Linked DNA regions of Mus musculus: regions 2, 3, 4, 5, 6 and 7 are each linked to region 1. A link is a contact called in public HiChIP or PLAC-seq and promoter capture Hi-C data. All regions are on one chromosome and are shown on one strand. Each heading gives the region's core, a stretch centred on a gene start, on an enhancer-like site or on the middle of the called end of the contact. The rest is flanking DNA. Distances are from core to core; before and after follow the strand shown.

Region 1 (2,781 bases), core at 179-2,678:
ACACACCTGGCCTTTATTGTTTCAACTTTCTCATAATGTTAAGTAAACATCAAGATATTGAACAGCCCCATCTTGCATCTTCCTTCCAAAGATTTCAATAAGAATATTTTTATCTCATAATATGAAAACAATGTCGAATGCCCACCCAGCCCCAAATTACAGAGTGTGCAACAGAGCTTAAACTAGCCACGACTTCCATGGTTCTTAAAACCTCCTCTACCTTCATCTTACAAGCTCCCTGCTAGTTCTGAAACCTGGTCAAGGAGCCAAACATGCTAGTTAACAAATGGGATCTAGATCCAGCTTCAGCTAGCCACGCAATCCTATTTTAATAAGACAACAATTTTAAATATTTTTTGGTTGTTCTTTTTTTTTTTTTTTTAACTAAAGCCCATTATCAGGCTGGAAAGCAAATGTTTCCCTAGATGGCAACCTCCCGGGACCCCGTAGTGAGTCAGAGAAGGTAGGCAATGAAACCTGGGAAAGTGCTACAAAAGCCCTACTCCGTCCACCTTCAGGCCCCGCCCACCTCCCATATGTCAGCGCAGGACCGCCCGCCCACTAAGTTCCACCCAAACCCTCCCTTACCCCCCACCCCCCATACACTAGGTCCCACCCACAGAGTTCCACTCAGACCCTCCCTATTAGCCCCTCCCACCAGGACCCCCTTCCACGGTTCCAATCCGCCCAATGAGCCCCGCCCAGACCCTATTCCGGTTACGCCCATCAAGCACCCTCCACAGACCTCCGCTTCGCCCCACCCACCAACCTTGCTCAGACCCCGCCCACCAGGCGCTAACTACTGAGCCCGGGGTTCGCCCGGCTCACTGCTCAGACCTCTGATCAGTCCCCAGATCCGGCTCACAAACTTACCCAGCCTCTTTATCGACGCTCCTCCCCGCCCGGCCCACCCTGTCCTGGCTTCACCTTCACTTCCCTCCTCCCACCGGGATTGCTTAGACCCTGCCCATCAGGCCACGCCCCAGAGCTCTGCTACGGCCGGCCCCGCCTACCCGCGTGCTGTGTGGACAGTAACTCTTGCTGAAGATCATCACCCTGTTGCCCTCGATGAGGTCCCGCAGGCGGCGCCGCAGCTCCTCGCGGGCCTCAGAAGACGGGCGGCTGGTCCCAGGGGAGGCCAGGCGGGCGCGGCGGCCGGGTGGCGACGACATGAGGCCGCCACGGACAGCACCCAGGCGGCGGTTGGGGAGGACTCCAACCTTCCCCAGCCCGGGCGAGGTCTGCGCCCGAGGAGGCGGCGGCGGGGACGGTGGCTTCTCCAGGGCTTTGTTGTCGCTCCGGGCCGAGCCGGGCCTGCTGAGGAACCGGGACGCGGGCGGCCGCCTAGGGGACGACGCCGGCAAAGCCGCTGAGAACTTGAGAACGCTACGCACTGGCCGCGGGCGCACCGGACAGCTACGGGGCCACGCCCCCGACCGCGCGACCCACGGAGAGGGCCCGCCTACCGACCGGCCACGCCCCCGGGAAAACTTTGCCCCACCTCCAGGCCTCCACAGGGCTAAGCTACGCCCCCTTAGCTCAGCCTGGTGAGCCTGCAAACTACTCTGTCTACCACCCAGTGGCACAGTGGCAGTCACTTGCCATTTTCAAAGGTGCGGAATCAAGCTTGTATGCTCTGCTCTTCTTGTAATTACTGTTTTCATTATCGTTTTACCACAGTTTTTGACACCCAGAGGCCTCTCTACAGTTCCTTCCGCTCCTGATTCTCCACCAATCTCAAAATAGGTGCTTTTCAGGAAGGGTAGATGTCTCCACTTTATTTCAGAAAATGTGACAAAAACCTTGTCTAGGAAATACTGATTCTTTTTTAATTTGCACTACTGAAGCTGAATAAAAATTACTATTGCAATTCAGTTTCAATATGAGGTTCCTAGGTTACTACCTCCCCAACCCCTCAACCCACACACACCCTCAGCAATTCACTGTGACAGTGTACTGCTTAGTTTTTGTCAACTTGGAGCATACTAGAGTCACCTGGAAAGAGACTCAACTGAGGAAATGCTTCCTTCAGATTGGCCTGTAGGCAAGCCTGTGGAATATTTTCTGATTAATGATAAATGTGGTGGCATCAGGCCCACTGGGGAGGGGGTGCCACCCTTGGGCAGGTGGTCCTAGGTGGTAAGAGAGCATGCTGAGTGAGCTATCGAGAGCAAGCCCACGAGCAGCAGTCAGCTTCTGCTCCTTCTTGGGTTTTCTGACTTCCCCCAATAATGGAGTGTGACTTGGGACTTTTCCCAAATAAACCCTTTCTTCCTCTAAGTTGTTTTTGGTTAGTGTTGTTATCACAGCAACAGGAAATAACTAGGGCACAATGGATTCTCAAGCCATCCCCAACACAGGAACCATTTGGAAAGAAGGTCAAATAAGAACAGGCGGTATGCAAACATTTTATCAACTGAGCCCTCTCCCTGGGCTCACGTTTTAAAGTTATTGCTGTAAGCAGCCCTTCTGAAGTTCAGCTTCCTGTAAATGAGCAGAGGCACGGACTCTAATTAGTGGCCACTGTTAGTCAGTTAGCTGGACTATCCTTAGCACCTGTGGTCTGGAACGCCCACTCCACAGAGGCCTTGAGGAAAACTGCATGGCCAGTGTATCTGGTGCCTGTCTGAAGGGCAGGCTCAACCAGGGCTGCTTCAAACATTTGAGCCAGACTTGTTATCACCAACCCTTGAACCCTAGAAGACCCTACTAAAACTCAAATCTTTTTCACTTGCAACCCTTTTTAACCTGAATGATTTCACATGATCTCAAAAGTACATT
Region 2 (2,921 bases), core at 7-2,506, 990 kb before region 1:
CCAGAAAAGCAAAGAGGTAGTTCCCAGAGCACGTGGCCTCAGGGGTAGGATCAGGAGGAAGTTTTCTCCTGGTTAAGACATTCTGTATTATTGTGGGATATGGGTCAGGCTGGCCTGATAGCCACTCATTTCCCAGAGTCACCTCCAGCTGTGAAGTCAGTGCACCGCCTACCCAGGGGCTTTGCCTCTGCTCTCTCCCAGCCTCGTTCTCTGACTCCATGTCCCACATGTGCACAGAACATTGACTTGCTCTAGACTCATCCCGCCTGAGCAGCTCCAGTGCTCGATGGCTATAGGTGGTGTACGTCTCACTCTGCTCTGGGTGGTGTCCCTCTCTGGGTATGGTGTCACCATCACCCCAGACACCACAGCCCACAATAATAGTCCCTTCATCTGCCACAGGTGCTCCAGGCTAGCTATAGACAAAGTGCTTCGTGGTAGATATGGCCAGCTTCTGTACCATCCCCAGAGCTGGAGGGCAGGTCCCTCAGGCTCTAAGCAGGCCACTAACACTCAGGGACACAGTAGCCTGTACAATTGTCTCCTTACAAGGCACTTGGGAAGGCGCCCTGCCCAGGTTCTCCATAACTTCAGACAGGAGTCATCCAGCTCCCCCATTACACTGATGCGTCTTCCTGACAGCTCCTGGCATGTGGGAGCTAACTCACTTCCCAGTCACTGAAGACCGTCTCCTGGGGCCAGGCCCACTGCCTTCCTGAGCAGAGGCAGTGGCAAGAGGGGAGGGGAATGGCACTCTTATTTGTTTTACAAATCAAATGCAAATAATCAACTCCTATGCACATCAGACAGGCCTAAAAGTACAACTAGGTCATCTTATCTGATTCTCAGGCAGTGAGGCTCCTCACTGCCACCTAAGAGGACAGTTACAGGAATCAGTCAGACTGGACAGAGATGCCCCAGGTACAGTGGAGGCCATACTGTTTTATCTGTACCTGTGCTTACTTCTCAGACCTCCAAGCCCTGTCGACTTGAGCTGCTTGTGTTTGTGTGTGTGTGTGTGTGTGTGTGTGTGGGTGAGAGAGAGAGAGAGAGAGAGAGAGAGAGAGAGAGAGAGAGTATGTGTGTGTGTGTGTGTGTGTGTGTGTGAGACATCTGCTCATGTCCCTCCCGAGAGCCTTCCCTACCTTTGTGGCTGTAGAAGAAACTGCTCATGAGGGCCAGGATGGACAGGGTGATGAGGTCGCCCAGGCTGGCTGCAATGGGTGTGGCGATGTTATCAGGGTTGACCCCAAACTTCCGAGCACCAATCACTATGCAGATCATTAGAATTCCTGCAGTGGGAGGAGGGGAGGCCCAGGGAGTGGTTGGTGGTGAGAAGGCTTAGAGGCTCCCCCACCCTCAGGAAGGGTCAAGCAGGTGGTTATAGTTATATCTATGAAAGTCTAGATGCTCAACAGGCTGCCTACCTCCCTAAGTTTCTGTCACTAGCTGGAACCTGTGGGGGTGGCAAAGGGTGGCCTGAAAAGCCTGAAGACACGCTTGAGCAGGCAGGTAGCCTCTGACCTCTGGAAGCACCTAGAAATACAGGGACATGGCATTCACAGCTTCTGCTACATGGAGGGCTGTTCCAAGGATGCTCTAAGCAAAAGTAACCTGAGGGGCAGAGGGACCTGGCCTCCAGGAACTGCTGAGTCCTCTGAGCAACCTATATATGAGACATTTCTTAGGCTCAAGCACCAATGGAGGCTGGGGAGGGAGAGCAGGTAGATGTGTGTCCCGACCCCATTGGGGTGAAAGGCTCTGCCCAGACACCAGAGACATCCTGGGAGTCCCTTATCCCAGGAGCCCAGCAATACTGTTCCGAGTCACATGGATGAAACACATGACCCTGAGGTGCAGATGGTGATGGGCTTCGTGGCTTGGCTGGAAGATCAGAACAGCACATCTCCAGGGGCTCAGCCCCAGGACCCTCCACTCTGTCTGAGTGCAGCTTCCCTGCAGCCTTGCAAGCCTCATTAATTGCTAGCTGGGGCTTCGTCTATTTCAGCAGGCTTCCCTTGGTTCTTCAAAACATTATGCATCTTGGCTTTTAGAATTTAACACTACTCAAGAATCCCGTGACTCTGAAAATAATTCCAGAAAGGCCCTTCGCTCATCCCCTCGTACCCCAAAATGAATGGAGTTAAAAATAAAAAGGACTACATTCACCCTCGATGCCACCACCTGCCACATTGTGTCCTGTGGGACCAAGCCAGGGCCCTGCTGCTTCTTTCTAAACTTGGGCGCCAAGTGAACCTGAATTTACACAACTGAGCCAATGGGCTGGTGCTGGTCTCACTGAAGCCCCTTAACAGACACTACTGTGCATGCTTGTAATCCCAGTACTCAGGAAGCTGAGGCAGGAGGCTTGTTATAATTGTGAGCCAATTTGTACATGGTCCTGTATGTGGTTCTATTGACACATGTAGAGGCCAACAAACTAGATGAAGAAAGCTGCCTTGCTCAGGTGTCTGACCTCATCAGCAGGGAGTGGCAAACAGCAGAACTCTCTCGGGCATGCACATGCTCTCTGCACACACACACACACCTGGGAGAGGGCACGGGGCAGAACCACTACCCGACTCCTGGAGTTCCACACTAGTGCCACGGCAGCTTCACTGCAAACCTCTCTGAGAACCTTAACAAAACAGCAGAGAAGCAGCTGGCCTGGTGCCTGGGGTCTGAGGTGTCTGGGGCCTGGGGTCTGGGGTACTTGGGGCCTGGTGCCTGGGGTCTGGGGCCTGGTGTCTATGGCCTGGGGTATAGGGTCCATGGGCATGGCTCACCTAGGGCCAAGGCAGCAAGGAAGGCGGTGATGACGCTGCTCGTGCACAGCAAGGCCACCTTGGACCAATCGAACTCCTCGTGGGACACTGTGCCCAGCATCAGGGAGGCCACTGCAGCCAGGAGCCCCACAACAG
Region 3 (2,700 bases), core at 106-2,605, 890 kb before region 1:
TGGCTGTCCTGGAACTCACTATGTAGACGAGGCTGGCCTCGAACTCAGAAATTCGCCTGCCTCTGCCTCCCGAGTGCTGGGATTAAAGGCATGTGCCACCACGCCCGGTTTCATGGCAACTCTTATAAAAACAAAACATTTAATTGGGGCTGGCTTACAGGTTCAGAGGTTTAGTCCATTATCATCATGGAGGAAACCATGGATGCCTGCAGGCAGACATGGTGCTGGAAAGGCAGCTGAGAGGTCTACAATTGGATCTGCTCAGTAGGAAGAGAGCGTGACACAGTCTAGCTTGAGTTTCTGAAACTTCAAAGCCCAGCGATACACTTTCTTCAACAAGGCCACACCTGTTCCAATAAGGCCGCACCCATAATAGTGACACTCCCTGTGGCTAGAGGGGGCCATTTTCATTCAAACCACCACTCTGACAATGCCTGTAGCTTCAAAGTCCATTGTCTCTCTCTCTTTCTCTCTGGACATCTTGACAGTGGTAGCCTTGGCTGTCCTGGAACTCACTGTGTAGACCGGGTTGGTCTTGAACTCACAGAGATCCTCCTGCCTCTGCCCTCAAGTGCTGGGAGTAAAGGTGTGTTCCACCATGCCCTACTCTACTCTATTCTTTTTTTTTTTTTTTTTTTTTTTTTGGTTTTTCGAGACAGGGTTTCTCTGTATAGTCTTGGCTGTCCTGGAACTCACTTTGTAGACCAGGCTGGCCTCGAACTCAGAGATCCACCTGCCTCTGCCTCCCAAGTGCTGGGATTAAAGGCGTGTGCCACCACCGCCCGGCTACTCTATTCTTTTGATTCTTCTGTCATCTTTGTGTTTCTCTGAGAAAATTTCACAACTATGTCTAATTTAGTGAAGTATATGTATGGGTGGGAACTATGCCATGTGAGGGGTATTAGGAGGTCAGAGGTCAGTTTGTGGGCATCAGTTCTCTCTTTCCACCGAGTGGATCCTGGGTATAGAACTTAGGTCATCAAACTTGGCAACAAGCACCTTTGTCCACTGAGGTGCCCCCCTGCCCCCCCCCCAAGCAATTCTGAAAGAGAGTCTTTCTCTTGCAGATCTTTCAACTGTAACCCCTGAACCCAGGCTGGAGCATGCTTAATATAGGGAGAGGATCTGTCTCCTGAGAAGGGTATTCTTGGGTTGTGGCCATGAGAGATCATTCTGAAAAAAAACCTCTGCCCTCTCTCCAGCTTAGGTGAAACACAAAGCCAGATTTAGGGGCTGGAAGGCTGGCTTCATTTTGCACCAGACAACAATCTGGCAAAGTCCTGGCAGTGTTGGCTTCCATTATGGAGACGGCACTAAGAGGGTTTATAAATGGGTACTATTTTCCTCCCTCTGACAGAGGCACAAGACAGTGTTTGTTTTGTTGAGACAGGGTCTCTTTTGTAGCCCAGATGCCTTGAACTTGTGTTCAGCCGTTGGCTCCAAAGCCCTGGATGTATAGGCCTTTGCAACCATGCCAGGCCACAAGGTAAACATTTTTATGGCTCTTCACCATGGAAAACAGTGGGCTTCCTGGACATCAAACTGTGGGGATTTTACCCTTGACTGTGACTTGGAGCATCCTGCTTTCAATTCCAGTGAGACACCAGAATGTTATGTGATTCCAATGGTCCACAGCACCCCACCCCCACCCCCAGCTAAGCTGGCCCTGGCTATTTTTGCTGGTCCATGGTCTCCACCCTAGGTTTCTGTTTCTCTTTCCCAGAACTGCAGTAACAGAATGCTGCAAATCAGGGCGCTGAAAGCAGAAATGCATGTACTTGCAACCCTTGCAGGTTGGAAGCTCACCGATTGCCAGTCTCACTGCTTCTGAGTCATTGGGGGGGAGGGGGGGGGAGATCCTGCATCTTGGCTGGCCCTGGCTTGCAGTTGTGAACACCTGGGCTCTGCTTCCATTGTCACATGGAAACCACCACCCTCGATCCCTCACCCCCAGCTCTGTCCCATGTCTCTTCTCTACCCAAAAGGACACTCTTCATCCTGGGTGGAAGACCCAGATCTGCTTCAACGTGACCTCATCATCAGTGATTTAAGTAATTCTATACTCAGTACTGTTCTTTCCCACAAGGCCCTGGGCTGAGGTGCTGGGGACTAGTTCCTTTAGCATAACCTTGGGGGAGGGGCATTGCTAACTCTGTAGAACTCCTTAGCCACCAGTGTCTACAGACTTGGGAGCCATGCCTGACCCTCTTGCCCACACCCTCAGTTCTTAGAGAGCCGGATGAAAACTTAATGTTGTTCAGTTTTGCTCATTGTAGGATGCAGGTGATGACCTCTGAACTCTTTGTTCATGGAAGCAGAAGATGGATGCCAATTGTTGAGTTTACAGGGGATTTAACTCCTTCTTTTATAGACTCTTGGGTCCTGGGTGGAATCAGCATGGAAGGCCCCCTGGGTAGCACAAGCCACTTCCACACTTGACACCTGCTGTCTGTCACTGATGCTGGTTCTTTTATCAAGCACATTTATGGATGGCTAGACTTGGTCCAGCTACTCTGCACATAGCACTGGGTCCTTGCTGTGGTGCTACACACTCTGGCATTTACACAGCGTAGGCTAAGCACAGGGTGGTAGGGTGTGATGCTCAAGGAAAGGAAATGAACTAGGTCGTGGCAGCACACACTATTGATCCCAGTGCTGAGAAGGCTGAGGCAGGAGGATCTGAGTTCAAGGCCAACCTAA
Region 4 (2,700 bases), core at 159-2,658, 910 kb before region 1:
ATGTATTTGTTGCCTTCTTTCAAGGGGGATTCAGTGCATAGCCCAGGCTGCCCTGGACATTTCCATCCTCCCACCTCAGCCCCTTGAGTGCTGAGATTTCAGCTCTGTGCTCCCTCACCTGCCTCCCTTCCCTCTGAACATCTGTTATTTATAGAAAGAGTAAGGGAGAAAAACACAAGCAAACAAAACAACAAAAACCCCACTTCTGGCTTCAGTCAGGATGGCTGCAGATCAGCCGTTATCACAGCTCAGGGACAAGAAGGAACATGGAGTGAGGACTGTCACATAAAGCTGGCCTTTGGCCACACAGATAGCAAATGAGGGTCTGGAGGGTCTACTGAGCCCCAGGCTATAGGGTGCAGACTCCCACCCCTGTCTTCTTGTCATGGGACACCCCCAGGGGCTGCTGAAGCCTTGGGCCTTCAGGGACTCAGAGGGCTCCTGTTCCGCAGGTCCCTTCTTCTAGCCCCTGGGTCAGGACAGCAGAACAGTGGCAGGAGCCCTCCCTCTATAGCCTGCTGCAGTCCCATGCTGGGAGCAGACCTAGTGGTAGTCAGAGTTCACCCCATGGCCAGACATTCTGCAAGGAACCCCCTCCTATAACTGCTCAAGGCTGACCCTCTCCTATGATAGCCTCTTTGCCCTGGCTCCAGGTGGGGGGTGGATAAGTCCCTCAGGGAGTCAAGATCAGACACTTCCATGATCCTGGGTGTGGCTACAGGGAACAATAGAGCAACCCAGCTCTCAAGCCTGCAAGGCCTTAGTGAACTTCACCTTCCCTGTGTCTCAAATGCCTCTGTAAAATATGTCCCTGCTGTCTCCTGGGCACAGAGAACTTATATGGACAGAGGACAGTGCCAACACTCACCACCAGCTGCCTAGGACCAGAATTCTCCAGGAACCTCAGGAGAGGTGTACTGTTAAGACACCACACCTCCACATTTTACAGACCAGAAGCCAAGATTCAGCTGTGCTCAAGAAAACTCCTAGGACATGAGCCTGGGGTGGTGGTGCACGCCTTTAATCCCAACTCTCCGGAGACCCAGGCTGGTCTACAAAGCTTGTTCCAGGATAGTCGAAGCTACTCAGGGAAAACCTCCCTCAAGGTGGGAAAAAAAGGGCAGGAACTGTAGTTCCCAGGGCAGGAGCTGAGGATCCAAGGTTCAGCGGCTGCCTGTAGTGGAGAGGATCTGGGTGCCTCTCTCAAAAACAAAAGAAAAAGAAACTTACCCAAGGTCAAAGACGGGAAGTAGGGAAAACAGGGTCACCGGCCCAGGGCTCTGGGCTAGCAACCCAGAAGTACCTGCTAGCTGCGAGCGTCAGTCAGCTGTCAGCAGTCAGCACAGGGGCAGCAAGCTCCCAGAAGGGCGCACAAGCTCGGGTCTTGTGCAGAGAGGGTTAGGGTCAGTGCTCCTCCTCCAGGCAGAGAAGAGGCGGGCTCTAGGGCCCGCCCAGCCTAGATCTCTCCAATCATAGGAGGCCCTCCGGCCAGGCCCCCAGATATGACCAATCAGGAGATCTTTCCCTAGTCCCTAGAATGGGGTGAGGGATTTGGGAAGTGGACTGGCAGAACCAAGCTCAGGTCATCCGTCCATTTGCGGGGACCTTGCTCCCCAGAGGGCTCCGGCTTTCCCTTCTGCAAAATGGGCCACCATCGTCTATAAAAAGCACCGTGCAGCGACAGGCACGTCCTCAAAAGGCTGGGTTGGAGACCTCCCCGCCTCCCCGCACCCCCAATTCCGGGTAGAGTTCATTGCCTAGCATGCCCGGAACCTAACTGGTCGCCCAGGGCCCAGAGCCAGCCGCTGATTCACCAGACCAGACCTCGATGGGACTTCAGTGAGCCTCAGTCCCGAGACTGGAGGTGGGCATAGACCCATGAGTGAGGAGGCAAGGAGGCAGGAAGCAGGAGGCGGGTCTAATCTGCTGAAGGTGGGACCTATGGAAAGTGCAGCTGGGAAGGGAAGGGCAAGCCCTAGCTGGCCTAGTCCCGGCCTTCAGGCTTTATGCTATTTGGGTCATTTCCTTCACCCAAGCGTGATAAGCAAGGAGCACAATGCTGGTGACTGAGACATGCAAGGTCACCCATCTGCTGTGGACCTGGGGTTGTGTCCTGGTGGGCCTGAGGTTCTGAATCCCATGCCCTTCCCACCTCTTCACGGCCTCTGGTTTTCTTCTCAGAAGTTCTCCTCTGGCCCTTCCACCTTGTCACAGACCCCCTCCCTGGGCAGAGTCATTGTCCTACTTGAGAAAAGTCAGAGACAATACAGGGTCCAGTGACATGCCCATCACTTCCTGACCAAAGCTCTGTCCTGCAGGCTCCCTCCCAAGGATTCTCCCCTGCAGCTACTCCATTAACCACCCTGCCTCTCAAACCACCGCTGAGACTCCTTACTCAAGCTCTTCGCCCCTCTTCAGTACACCAGGCTGGCTCTAACCACATCCTTTGCACTGGCTCTGCCTCAAGCAGACCCTTGGATTGTGATAGCAGGCACCTCTGTCTCTTACCAGCCAGACAAAGTCTGGCTCTGGGTTGCTCAGCCCAAACATATTGTACCCTCCACACAACCTAAGGAGCCTCTTGGGCTCTTCTGTGCCCCTCCACTCTCAGTTACTGCCAATAGAGAACTAACCATGCCCTCAGTGCCCCTGTCCTCTGTGCATCTGCTCTCCTACCAGACTGTAAGCTCTCTGAGATCA
Region 5 (2,700 bases), core at 136-2,635, 960 kb before region 1:
ACTATGTAGAATAAGGAGAGCACATCTGCACTTTATCTTCTTGACTTTATAGAACATTCCGGTGGGAATGTACGGGAACCCAAACTCAGGGTTCGAATCCCAGTTTCTCCTCTTCGCAGATGTGTGACCTTGGGAGAGCAAAATACCATCCACCTCAGAGTATGAACGGAGCGCTGTAAGACCCTTTATCCTAGGGTACCTTCAGAGGTTTTGCTTACTACCAAAAATATTAAGAGAACATTTCTAGAAATAAAGAATTTGTAGGTTTTGTGCTCAGTTCTGAGCAGCATGGTGGACCGATTCAGTTAACACTACACTGTCCCTCCTAGAACATGCAGCACTCCTCGGCATAGGGATCTATGCTGCAGATGCTGCCCATCAGCTAGTCACCCTCTCAACAGTTGTTAGGGTGGCTGAGCTGTTGGCCAAGCAACGCTTAGTCTACTTAATAATGGCACAAGTATAGTGATGGTGACAATTGTATCACAGTATATGATTACACCTGCCCTACCTTAGGGGTGTTCATCTTTTACTGTGTCTAGTTCACAAGTTAAGCTCTACCATAGGTATGTATATTAGGAAAACAATCTATATGTCTGGATATCATTCCAGGATTCAGACACTCTTTGGGAACATGTTTGTAACTCCCTGCAATAAGGGGAGATCACTATACCCTTCTATAGTATATTTTCCTTACAGGGCACTTGGCCTGACTCCAGGCTCTTCTGTACTACTTTACAGTCGTGGTTCTTAAGCTACCATAGTACCAGCATGAGGCCAGCCAGCGTCAGGAAGCAGAGCAAGCTCATCTAGATATCTGGGTCAGGTTGGAATGGCTGCGTCTCTAAGTGGTCTCCGTGGCGAAGAAGCAGTTTGAAAACCTGAGTTTTAAAAGATTTATAGAAAGGATCTGGTAGACTGAGGGATCTTCTCAAGTCTGAACAACCTCTAGCTTGACAACCTGGAGCGCAGGGACAGCTCGCTGAGCCTGCCTTAGGGTGGTCAAGGATGATCTCGGGGTGCTGAAGGAGTTAACCATAACCCCTAGAGTCAGGCGCTCTGGGGTTCATCACAGGCAGAGGGAGAGAGATCAGCGGGGCGGGTCCCTGCAGACCTTTGGAGCGAGGATGCCACAAACTGACCCGCCCAGTGTGCCTAAGACAGATCCTGTGCCCCACGCCCCATCCCGAGGGCCATTGACGCTCCGCTTTCCCTTGGCTTCCCCGGCTCCCAGTCCAGCTCCTGCCCGCGCTTACCGGTCCTCTCCCGGCCGGCGGCGAAAGCGAGGCGGCCAGGCGCGCGCTGGACACTGTGGAGGCCTGCGGCGGGAGGAAGCGAGAAGGGCAGCAGGCGGGCCAGCCCCGCCCTGCCTAGGCGTCCAGACAGAGGGGCGGGGCCACAGGAGGGGAGGGTTGCTGGGCGAGTGTTGTGGGCGGGGCCAATCCACAGAGGTGGCGCTTGAAAAACCCAATTTTTAAAGCCTTTTAGTCAGGACAGCTCTCTGATCGAGCAGTGGGGTGTGCAGGGATGCTCCCTGGGTGCCGAAGGACCCAATGACACGCCTCAGAGGCGGTGCCGCTTGGGGTGGGGCCAAGAAAGAAGAAGCTAGACCCCGGAACAGGACCATGAGTAGGGCGGGGTCACGGGCGGGGCCACGGGCGGGGGCGGGGCTGGGCGACGGAGTAGCCTCCAGTAGCACACTGCAAGGGCCAGCTTCCCTTAGGATACACATTTGCCTGTTCAGTTTTCAATCTGACATTTCTGAATATTTCACCTTTGAACACTTGTGTATGTGTCATGAAAGTTCTTCTGTCCTTCAACATGTGTGATCCTCTCACTCTTATCAAGATACAGCCTTGGAAGACTCAGCCAGCAGTGGTGAGCCTCAGTGGACACCAGCTCCTACAATCTATCCCGTGCCCCCACTTATGGCTCTTGGCTGATTCAAGAATCCTGAGCCCTGGCTGGATTCTAAGCTGCCAACTGCACCTGCAGAAACCGGATGTGCAAGACCTGTAAGACAGTAGTTTTGAAGAATACAACACAAAAAAAGTATGACAGGGCAAGGCCCGGGGAGATGCAAGCCCAGTTCCTGGATTCTGTCCCCAGCAAATGAAAAACAAAACAAAAACAGATGACAGTGTTCCACATGTTAGGAGAATTTACAGACTGGATGGCTTACATTGTCAAAATATAGTGCTGAATTCCAAGCTCCCAAAGTGATTGCATTTGTCAATCCAGCTTATGTAAGAGGTAGCAATGAACAAGTGAAGTCACAGGGTGCAGTCACAATGCGACTGGAGTCCTCTCAGGAAGAGACCCTGCCAGCTCATTCTCCCTGTGTGCATGCAGGTGAGACATAGAAAGACAGTAGGAGGGAGGCGTCACCAGGAATAGCCATCCATGAACCTTGAACTCCATGTTGATATGCTTTCATTTATTGTAACAAAATCAACTTATACAAAGAAAAGGGTTTATTTTAGCCCATACTTTTGAAGGTTTCATAAAGGTTTAACGAGTTTGATTCCCAGACTGAGGCACTGTGGGCAGGTGGGGGGTAGCAGAATCTTAGGTCTGACTAGAACAGGGAAAAGCAATAACTGGTGTCACAGTCTTGAAGAGAACCCTGGACCTCAGCCCCTGATCCCTCCATCACAAACCCTTTGATTAAAGGCTGACCCAGAAAGCCCTGTGACAGTG
Region 6 (2,700 bases), core at 19-2,518, 940 kb before region 1:
AGTGAGCGGTATGGGCGAAGGGACCTTAGTCTCTTGATGTGTTTCCCATTCCCTTCCTGGGACACAGCCTGGTCCAGAGAATGTGCACTCACCTGGGCAGGCTTGATCACCACGGTGTTCCCGGCAGCCAGGCAGGCTGCTGTCTTCCAGGACAGCATCATTAAGGGATAGTTCCAGGGGATGACAATACCACAGACCCTGCAAACAAAAGCAGCGGGCCTTTGTCCCTTTTCAGACAGGCTGAACCAGAGTGAACCTGCCAACTCCAGCCCCTCACCCAGGACTGGCTGCCACTGTCAAAGCCAGGCTTTCCAGGAAAGGCAATGGACCTGGGGAGCCAGCCCATGCCTCTGGTGCTGCAGTGCAGCCTGGCTGGGATGGAGGTCGGTGTCTGAGGGGAACTCTCTAGGGAGGAAGAGAGGTAAGGGTGGGTACAGTGACCAGACACTGGTGTGGAGGCCTGGCAGAACATCTGGCTCAGTGTAGGAGCTGCACATTGACACATGGGTATGGTAGTGTAGACTCGGGGGTAGTGGGCAGTAGGTATGCAGACCACAGCCTAATCCCGTTTGGCTCTGCCTCTCTTGGCTCCTGTGTCACCATTACTACTATCAGGGGACCAGAAAGGAGGTTTCTTAGTTGGGCCCAGGTATTGAGAGAGCACAGTCAGAGAGGCCAGTGGACAGGATGACTGTGAGACATCTCAAAGGAGGCATGGTAAGTATCAGCCAGTCCCTGTGTGGATAAAGGTCCACTGAGAGCCTGTGCATCACCCTGGGAGTGGTAGAATACAAGGGGGTCAGGATGCTGCACCCCTCTGTCCAACCTACACCCAGCATAGTAGAGGGTCTGGGTGGGTAGCAGAGAGCAGAGCCTGAAGCTGCTGGGTGCTGGTCATGGGGTTTTAGGAGAGCCAAAGGAGGAAAGTGTCAGAAGAGTCCCCTTGCTATAGGGTGAATTGGGTCCCCTCCCAAAACACACACCTCCAGAATCCCAAAGGGAATGGGACATGGCCATGGAGACAGAGGTCAGGGTGACAGTTCTGTAAGAAATGCCAAGGGCTGTCAGCAGCCACTAGCATGCCGTGCAAACTTGGATCACACATGTCCCCATATGCTGAAGGGTTCCTGGCTGCCCGGAGGCGGGCAGCCTCCTGTGCTGTTTGCTTCTGCTGAGCTGTGGTGCAGCCACAGGCCTGAAGCTACGGGGCCAGGCAGCCATGTGCCTCAGCCTTATTTGTGTGTAGATATTGACAGTGTGTGCACAGGTGTCAGCTACAGCTTCCTCCCCTAGGATATTTATAGCCAGAGGCTGCTCTCCTACAGAGACCCCAGCCCCTACTGAGATTAGTTAAACCTGTCGCCTTATTCAGCTGCATATAATGACCCACCTCCTAGATTCAGATATATAAAATAAGTACACTGAGTTTCTGGTTTGCCATTGGCCTGTCTCCATCAAAGAAGAAGGCTCACCCAATCCCAGCATATCTGTATGTGTGTTGCCATTTCTTAGTTCCCTGTTACCCCAGTTAGGTCAGTTCCTAAGCCGTGCAGGTCATGGCAATTCCTAGTGGCCGCCCTTGGTAGAAGGCCTCTTGTCTTTGATTTACCCATGATACTAACTGTCCTATAGTGTCTGAATACTTTCTCTTTCTTTCTTTCTTTCTTTCTTTCTTTCTTTCTTTCTTTCTTTCTTTCTTTCTTTCTTTCTTTCTTTCTTTCTCTCTCTCTCTCTCTCTCTCTCTCTCTCTCTCTTCCTTCCTTCCTTTCTTTCCTTCCTTTCTCTCTCTCTCTCTCTCTCTCTCTCTCTCTCTCCCCCTCCCTCCCTCCCTCCCTCCCTCCCTCCCTCCCTCCCTCAATGCCTCCCTCCCTCCATACCTCTTCCCTCCCATTTAAGGACTTCAGGAGACTGTGTTAAGACCATGGCAGTTTAAGTATTTTTGATAGAACTCCTGTTCCTATAGAACTACATGCAGGCTCCTAAGTCCCCCCTATACCTGTGAGGGATTTGCCATGTCTGTGACACAGGATTCTGAATGCTTATGGCTAAGATATTCATCCCAGTATGCTTTCTCTCTTCTGCTGAGCCCTGAGGCCTCCTGTGGGGGAGACTAGGTGACCAGTTTTGCCCTGCAATCTACCTTTGCACTTCCCCTACTGAACTCTGCCCTGCACTGTCATCGGTTACTGTCATTGGCTCTAACTTTGGGGAGTATCTGGGAACGGAGTAGGGAAGCCACTCCCTGAATGTGGGTGGCAGCATCCACAAGGCTGGGGGCCTGGATGGAGCAATAGGCAGAACACAGGGCTGCTCATACATATGCATCATCAGCAGGACCATCCATGACATCAGACTCCAGAGCCACACCAGCACCTCTTTAGGGAAATTCCAGGCCTTCGGCTGTGCCATGTGTGGCTCTTGTTCTGAGCCTTCCAGTTTCTCAGACTGAGTGGCTGTCACCCCAGCTTGCAGGTGGCCATCTGGCTATGGAGCCTCTGAGGGTGGAGACCAACCCCCCTGGTCTTTTAATTAGAGGTATATTCTGCTGGCTCACTCCTCTGGCTAACACTGACTCATTTGTAATGGATGCAGTTGTTTTACAATCATTTTGGATGCAGCCCCCCTGTTTACTGCCGTGGCTCTGACAGTTACTGTTCACTTAAATAATGGCACAGTGACCACAGCAGTGCCGGACAGAGC
Region 7 (2,966 bases), core at 146-2,645, 870 kb before region 1:
CACTGTAGCTGTCTTCAGATCACTGTAGCTACACTAGAAGAAGGTGTCAGATCCCATTACAGATGGTTGTGAGCTACCATGTAGATGCTGGGATTTGAACTCAGGACCTTTGGAAGAGCAGTCAGTGCTCTTAACTGCTGAGCCATCTCTCCAGCCCTGTAATATTTCTTCTATAACTAGTGAAATGCATAAACATGTACACACACACACACACACACCAGAATGTACCCAAAGGCCAGGAGCTATCCTGTGCCTCAACCCCCACACAGTGGGAGGAGAAAAGCCACCACCTGGACATCTTTGCTTTTTTCTTAATCTCAATTTCCAAGACCAACCCACAGCTGGGAGAACACAATCCCTCCTTGCCCAAGAGGTCCACTCTCTGAATGAAGGCCCAGTAGGGACACTGCCAACACATAGTTCAGGACAGTGCCAGCCTCTGCTAGGTCTGCACCAGTCACACACTTCTCATGGAAAGACAGACAGAAGCTAGGGAACAGAGGAAGGGGCTTTTGTCACTGGCCACTGGCTGGCTCCTTCCCTGCCTTACTCAGATGTCCCCACATGACCGGGACAGATAGAGGATGATTCTGTTCTGCAGAGAGTAGCATGAACTCACCTTCCCTGCCTGATCTGTATGCAACATGCTGCTCCTTGGACGTGGCCTTTAGTACTATCAAAACACAGCCAATGGGAGCCACAGGGAGCTGTGCGGACTGCAGCTGACACCTCTACAGTCAACTTAAAAGGGAAAGCTCGGTGGCTCTTGTCGAGGACTCAGGTGTGATTCCATGGGTCCCAGGGGATCCAGTGCCCTCTTTTGACCTCTACTGACACTGCACACGCGTGGTACATAGACATACATGCAGACAAAAGCCAGACACATTAAAATAAAAACAAAAAAAAAAAAGAAAAGAAAAAGAAAAGAAAGAAAAACGAAGCAGACAAACATGAAGAGACGTGACTAGTAGGTAGCCGCTGATCATGACCACCAAATCTTCTGCAGTTCACATGACTGAGTTTCTGCATTCACAGGGCGGGCAGTGCAGGAGACATGGTCACACAAACATGGGAGTAACACACAGTACTATGACATCCATGTCCCCACTTGGGACGAGGACTTCCTAGTTCCACCATAACCTTACAGACCCTCAGTTGTACATGTGAAATGTAACTGGTGCTTCTCTACGCCATCTGCTTAGAGAGGGAGGGTCTCATCCCAGGGCTCTCCAAAGTGGCCTCCTAGTCACCATGTATCAGAGACCTCCCGGGATCCCACAGAACTGACCAGCAGGGGGCAGCATGGTGCCACAGAGGCCCTGAATCTATTGAAACCCTGTAGGGCAGATGGCAGTGCCCCAGGGTTCCAGCCTGAGATCTGAGCAGAGCCCAGGCTAGGCTGCTCAAAAGCCCCACAGAAGAGACCCAAGTGGCCGCACCCAGAGCTGCAGGCCTGCAAAGTCAACAAGGTTTGGTTTTTCTCCATGGCTGGATCAGGTCACTATTTACTTGGCTCCGCTGGGGACTGCAAGACCTTGTCCTATGAGCCACACCTATTTTTACCCAGCAGAGTCAGCCTCAGGGTGAGATCTGGGGCTGAGAGTTTCCATTGTTGCTCCAGGCTGTCTGTCTCTAGGTGAGAGCACTCAACCAGGGACCTCCTGACTCTCCTGCTGCTCCTCTCCTCTCCTCTCCCTCCTCTCCTCTCTATGCCATTCCCCTCCTTTTCTTCTTCTTTCTGTCTGTCTTTTTCCCCCCCTTAATCTGCCCCTCCCTTCCCACTCCTGGCCCCTGGTCCCTAGGACCTGTACTGCCTGGTAAAAATACACCTTCCCTCTGAACCTCAAACTCTCTCCTTTGGGGTGTTTGATTTTGACACAGCTCAATGTGCCAGTGAGGCAAAGCCTCTGTGGGCCCTCCCTGGGACCCTTCATCTCTGTTGCACAATGGAGACTGGCTTGCATCATCAGAGAGGCCTGGCCAGTGCACACTCAGCATATCATGGAGCCAGCCTGATGCCTCTCAAGGACCTGCCCTCTGGCAGGGCTGTGAGGGATATGAAGGGTGCTGACCTGCAGAGACCCCCTGTCAGGAGCAAAGCCTAAGTTATCTGATTGATCCTAACAGGAGGATCAGGTTTTGGCCTCCTCCTCCTCCATTCTCTCCCTCTGTCTATTCAAGCTAGACCACCAGTCTTTGGAAAGCTTTTCAGAGTAGGGGGTTCCCAGGCCTTTTCTCTGCCCTTCCAGAGACCCAAGTTGAGCAACCTCAAATCCAGGACTCCTGGCTGGGCAGAGTAGCTTCGGGGTACTGGGGAACCTTGGCAGCTGACACCGAGGTCCACTCAGGGCTGCATTAGAAGTGAAACAGAGGACAAAGAAAATGAAAATGATCAAATTTAAGATCTCAACCTTTGGGGGCTGGAGAAATGTCTCAGCAGTTGAGAGCCTGGCTGCTCTTCCAGAAGACCTGAGTTTGATTTTCAGCATATACACGGTGGCTTACAACAGTCTATAACTCCAGTTTTAAGGGATCTAAGGCCCTCTTCTGGCATGTTTGAGCTCTGCACACCTGTGGTGTATATCCATACTTGCAGGCAACACATTCATACACATAAAGAATCTAAAAATAAACCTCAAAACAAAACAAAAAAGCCTTAGCCCTTGGGTAGCTGTACAATTCACGGATGAATTTTGAAGTCAAAAAAGTGAACACAAAATTTTAATGAGATTTATTGTCCCCATTAACCTCTTTCCATCTCCCACTTTAAGCAAGGTCTCAGATAGATCTGGGCTTGTCACCCCTTTCCTGGACCTGTGTCTCAGATGGCTTCCCCAGCACCTGGGTGAGCTCCACCAATGTCAGATGACCTCTGGCCCCTGCAGGCTACACCTTCTCTCCACGTGGGTCACCTTGTCAGCCTACCCTCTCTGAACTGTGGCTTTGCTCTTTTGCATGAAAACCAC

The links. Promoter capture Hi-C pulls out the DNA fragments that hold promoters and counts their contacts. HiChIP or PLAC-seq counts read pairs in DNA pulled down with a chosen protein or histone mark. Capture Hi-C pulls out chosen DNA fragments and counts their contacts.
Region 2: an H3K27ac HiChIP or PLAC-seq map of embryonic stem cells shows a contact between it and region 1, with 10 times the contacts expected there. The contact joins the enhancer-like site here to the promoter of Txnrd3 in region 1. A contact is called at or near these places in 9 of 39 promoter capture datasets (the 3T3-L1 cell line, the SN4741 cell line, cranial neural crest and 5 more) and 3 of 115 datasets of contacts at active chromatin or transcription factors (all in embryonic stem cells).
Region 3: an H3K4me3 HiChIP or PLAC-seq map of stem cell-derived neural progenitor cells shows a contact between it and region 1, with 18 read pairs. The contact joins the enhancer-like site here to the promoter of Txnrd3 in region 1. A contact is called at or near these places in 12 of 39 promoter capture datasets (the 3T3-L1 cell line, cranial neural crest, embryonic stem cells and 5 more) and 5 of 115 datasets of contacts at active chromatin or transcription factors (cardiomyocytes, embryonic stem cells and stem cell-derived neural progenitor cells).
Region 4: an RNA polymerase II HiChIP or PLAC-seq map of embryonic stem cells shows a contact between it and region 1, with 12 read pairs. The contact joins the promoter of Aldh1l1 here to the promoter of Txnrd3 in region 1. A contact is called at or near these places in 10 of 39 promoter capture datasets (the 3T3-L1 cell line, the HPC-7 cell line, cranial neural crest and 7 more) and 7 of 115 datasets of contacts at active chromatin or transcription factors (cardiomyocytes, embryonic stem cells, epiblast stem cells and 3 more).
Region 5: a promoter capture Hi-C map of liver shows a contact between it and region 1, with 3 times the contacts expected there. The contact joins the promoter of Slc41a3 here to the promoter of Txnrd3 in region 1. A contact is called at or near these places in 8 of 39 promoter capture datasets (the 3T3-L1 cell line, 3T3-L1-derived adipocytes, cranial neural crest and 5 more), 3 of 484 Hi-C or Micro-C datasets (embryonic stem cells and muscle stem cells), 7 of 115 datasets of contacts at active chromatin or transcription factors (astrocytes, cardiomyocytes, embryonic forebrain and 4 more) and 2 of 9 other capture datasets (adipose tissue and liver).
Region 6: a contact with region 1 is called in a promoter capture Hi-C map of hippocampal neurons, with 8 times the contacts expected there. The contact joins the enhancer-like site here to the promoter of Txnrd3 in region 1. A contact is called at or near these places in 15 of 39 promoter capture datasets (the 3T3-L1 cell line, the HPC-7 cell line, the SN4741 cell line and 9 more) and 4 of 115 datasets of contacts at active chromatin or transcription factors (epiblast stem cells, kidney, pancreatic cancer cells and 1 more).
Region 7: an H3K27ac HiChIP or PLAC-seq map of embryonic stem cells shows a contact between it and region 1, with 10 times the contacts expected there. The contact joins the enhancer-like site here to the promoter of Txnrd3 in region 1. A contact is called at or near these places in 14 of 39 promoter capture datasets (the 3T3-L1 cell line, cranial neural crest, embryonic stem cells and 6 more), 1 of 484 Hi-C or Micro-C datasets (embryonic stem cells), 7 of 115 datasets of contacts at active chromatin or transcription factors (embryonic stem cells, extraembryonic endoderm stem cells, forebrain and 3 more) and 1 of 9 other capture datasets (embryonic stem cells).

What each region holds. Positions count from the first base shown.
Region 1 is chr6:89,642,635-89,645,415 of GRCm38.p6, reverse strand. It overlaps Txnrd3 (thioredoxin reductase 3), which reads right to left and starts at 1,428. Exons shown (of 16, transcript NM_001178058.1): 1 at 1,014-1,428. The coding sequence starts at 1,283.
Region 2 is chr6:90,633,621-90,636,541 of GRCm38.p6, reverse strand. Slc41a3 (solute carrier family 41, member 3) reads right to left here. Exons shown (of 11, transcript NM_027868.2): 5 at 2,787-2,921; 6 at 1,146-1,292. Among named protein-coding and RNA genes, the nearest start is that of Slc41a3, 30 kb to the right of the region's middle. Within about 2 kb of position 1,256, at least 7 of the 459 cell types and tissues checked have an H3K27ac peak or open chromatin away from gene starts, as enhancers often do. A contact at or near this core is called in embryonic stem cells, where this site is marked.
Region 3 is chr6:90,530,651-90,533,350 of GRCm38.p6, reverse strand. No RefSeq gene overlaps it. Among named protein-coding and RNA genes, the nearest start is that of Aldh1l1, 19 kb to the left of the region's middle. Within about 2 kb of position 1,355, at least 14 of the 459 cell types and tissues checked have an H3K27ac peak or open chromatin away from gene starts, as enhancers often do. A contact at or near this core is called in stem cell-derived neural progenitor cells, where this site is marked.
Region 4 is chr6:90,549,501-90,552,200 of GRCm38.p6, reverse strand. It overlaps Aldh1l1 (aldehyde dehydrogenase 1 family, member L1), which reads right to left and starts at 1,408. Exons shown (of 23, transcript NM_027406.2): 1 at 1,231-1,408.
Region 5 is chr6:90,603,565-90,606,264 of GRCm38.p6, reverse strand. Slc41a3 (solute carrier family 41, member 3) reads right to left here and starts at 1,385. Exons shown (of 11, transcript NM_027868.2): 1 at 1,257-1,385.
Region 6 is chr6:90,577,974-90,580,673 of GRCm38.p6, reverse strand. It overlaps Aldh1l1 (aldehyde dehydrogenase 1 family, member L1), which reads right to left. Exons shown (of 23, transcript NM_027406.2): 15 at 93-198. Among named protein-coding and RNA genes, the nearest start is that of Gm15756, 21 kb to the left of the region's middle. Within about 2 kb of position 1,268, at least 8 of the 459 cell types and tissues checked have an H3K27ac peak or open chromatin away from gene starts, as enhancers often do. A contact at or near this core is called in hippocampal neurons, where this site is marked.
Region 7 is chr6:90,513,565-90,516,530 of GRCm38.p6, reverse strand. No RefSeq gene overlaps it. Among named protein-coding and RNA genes, the nearest start is that of Aldh1l1, 36 kb to the left of the region's middle. Within about 2 kb of position 1,395, at least 55 of the 459 cell types and tissues checked have an H3K27ac peak or open chromatin away from gene starts, as enhancers often do. A contact at or near this core is called in embryonic stem cells, liver and stem cell-derived epiblast-like cells, where this site is marked.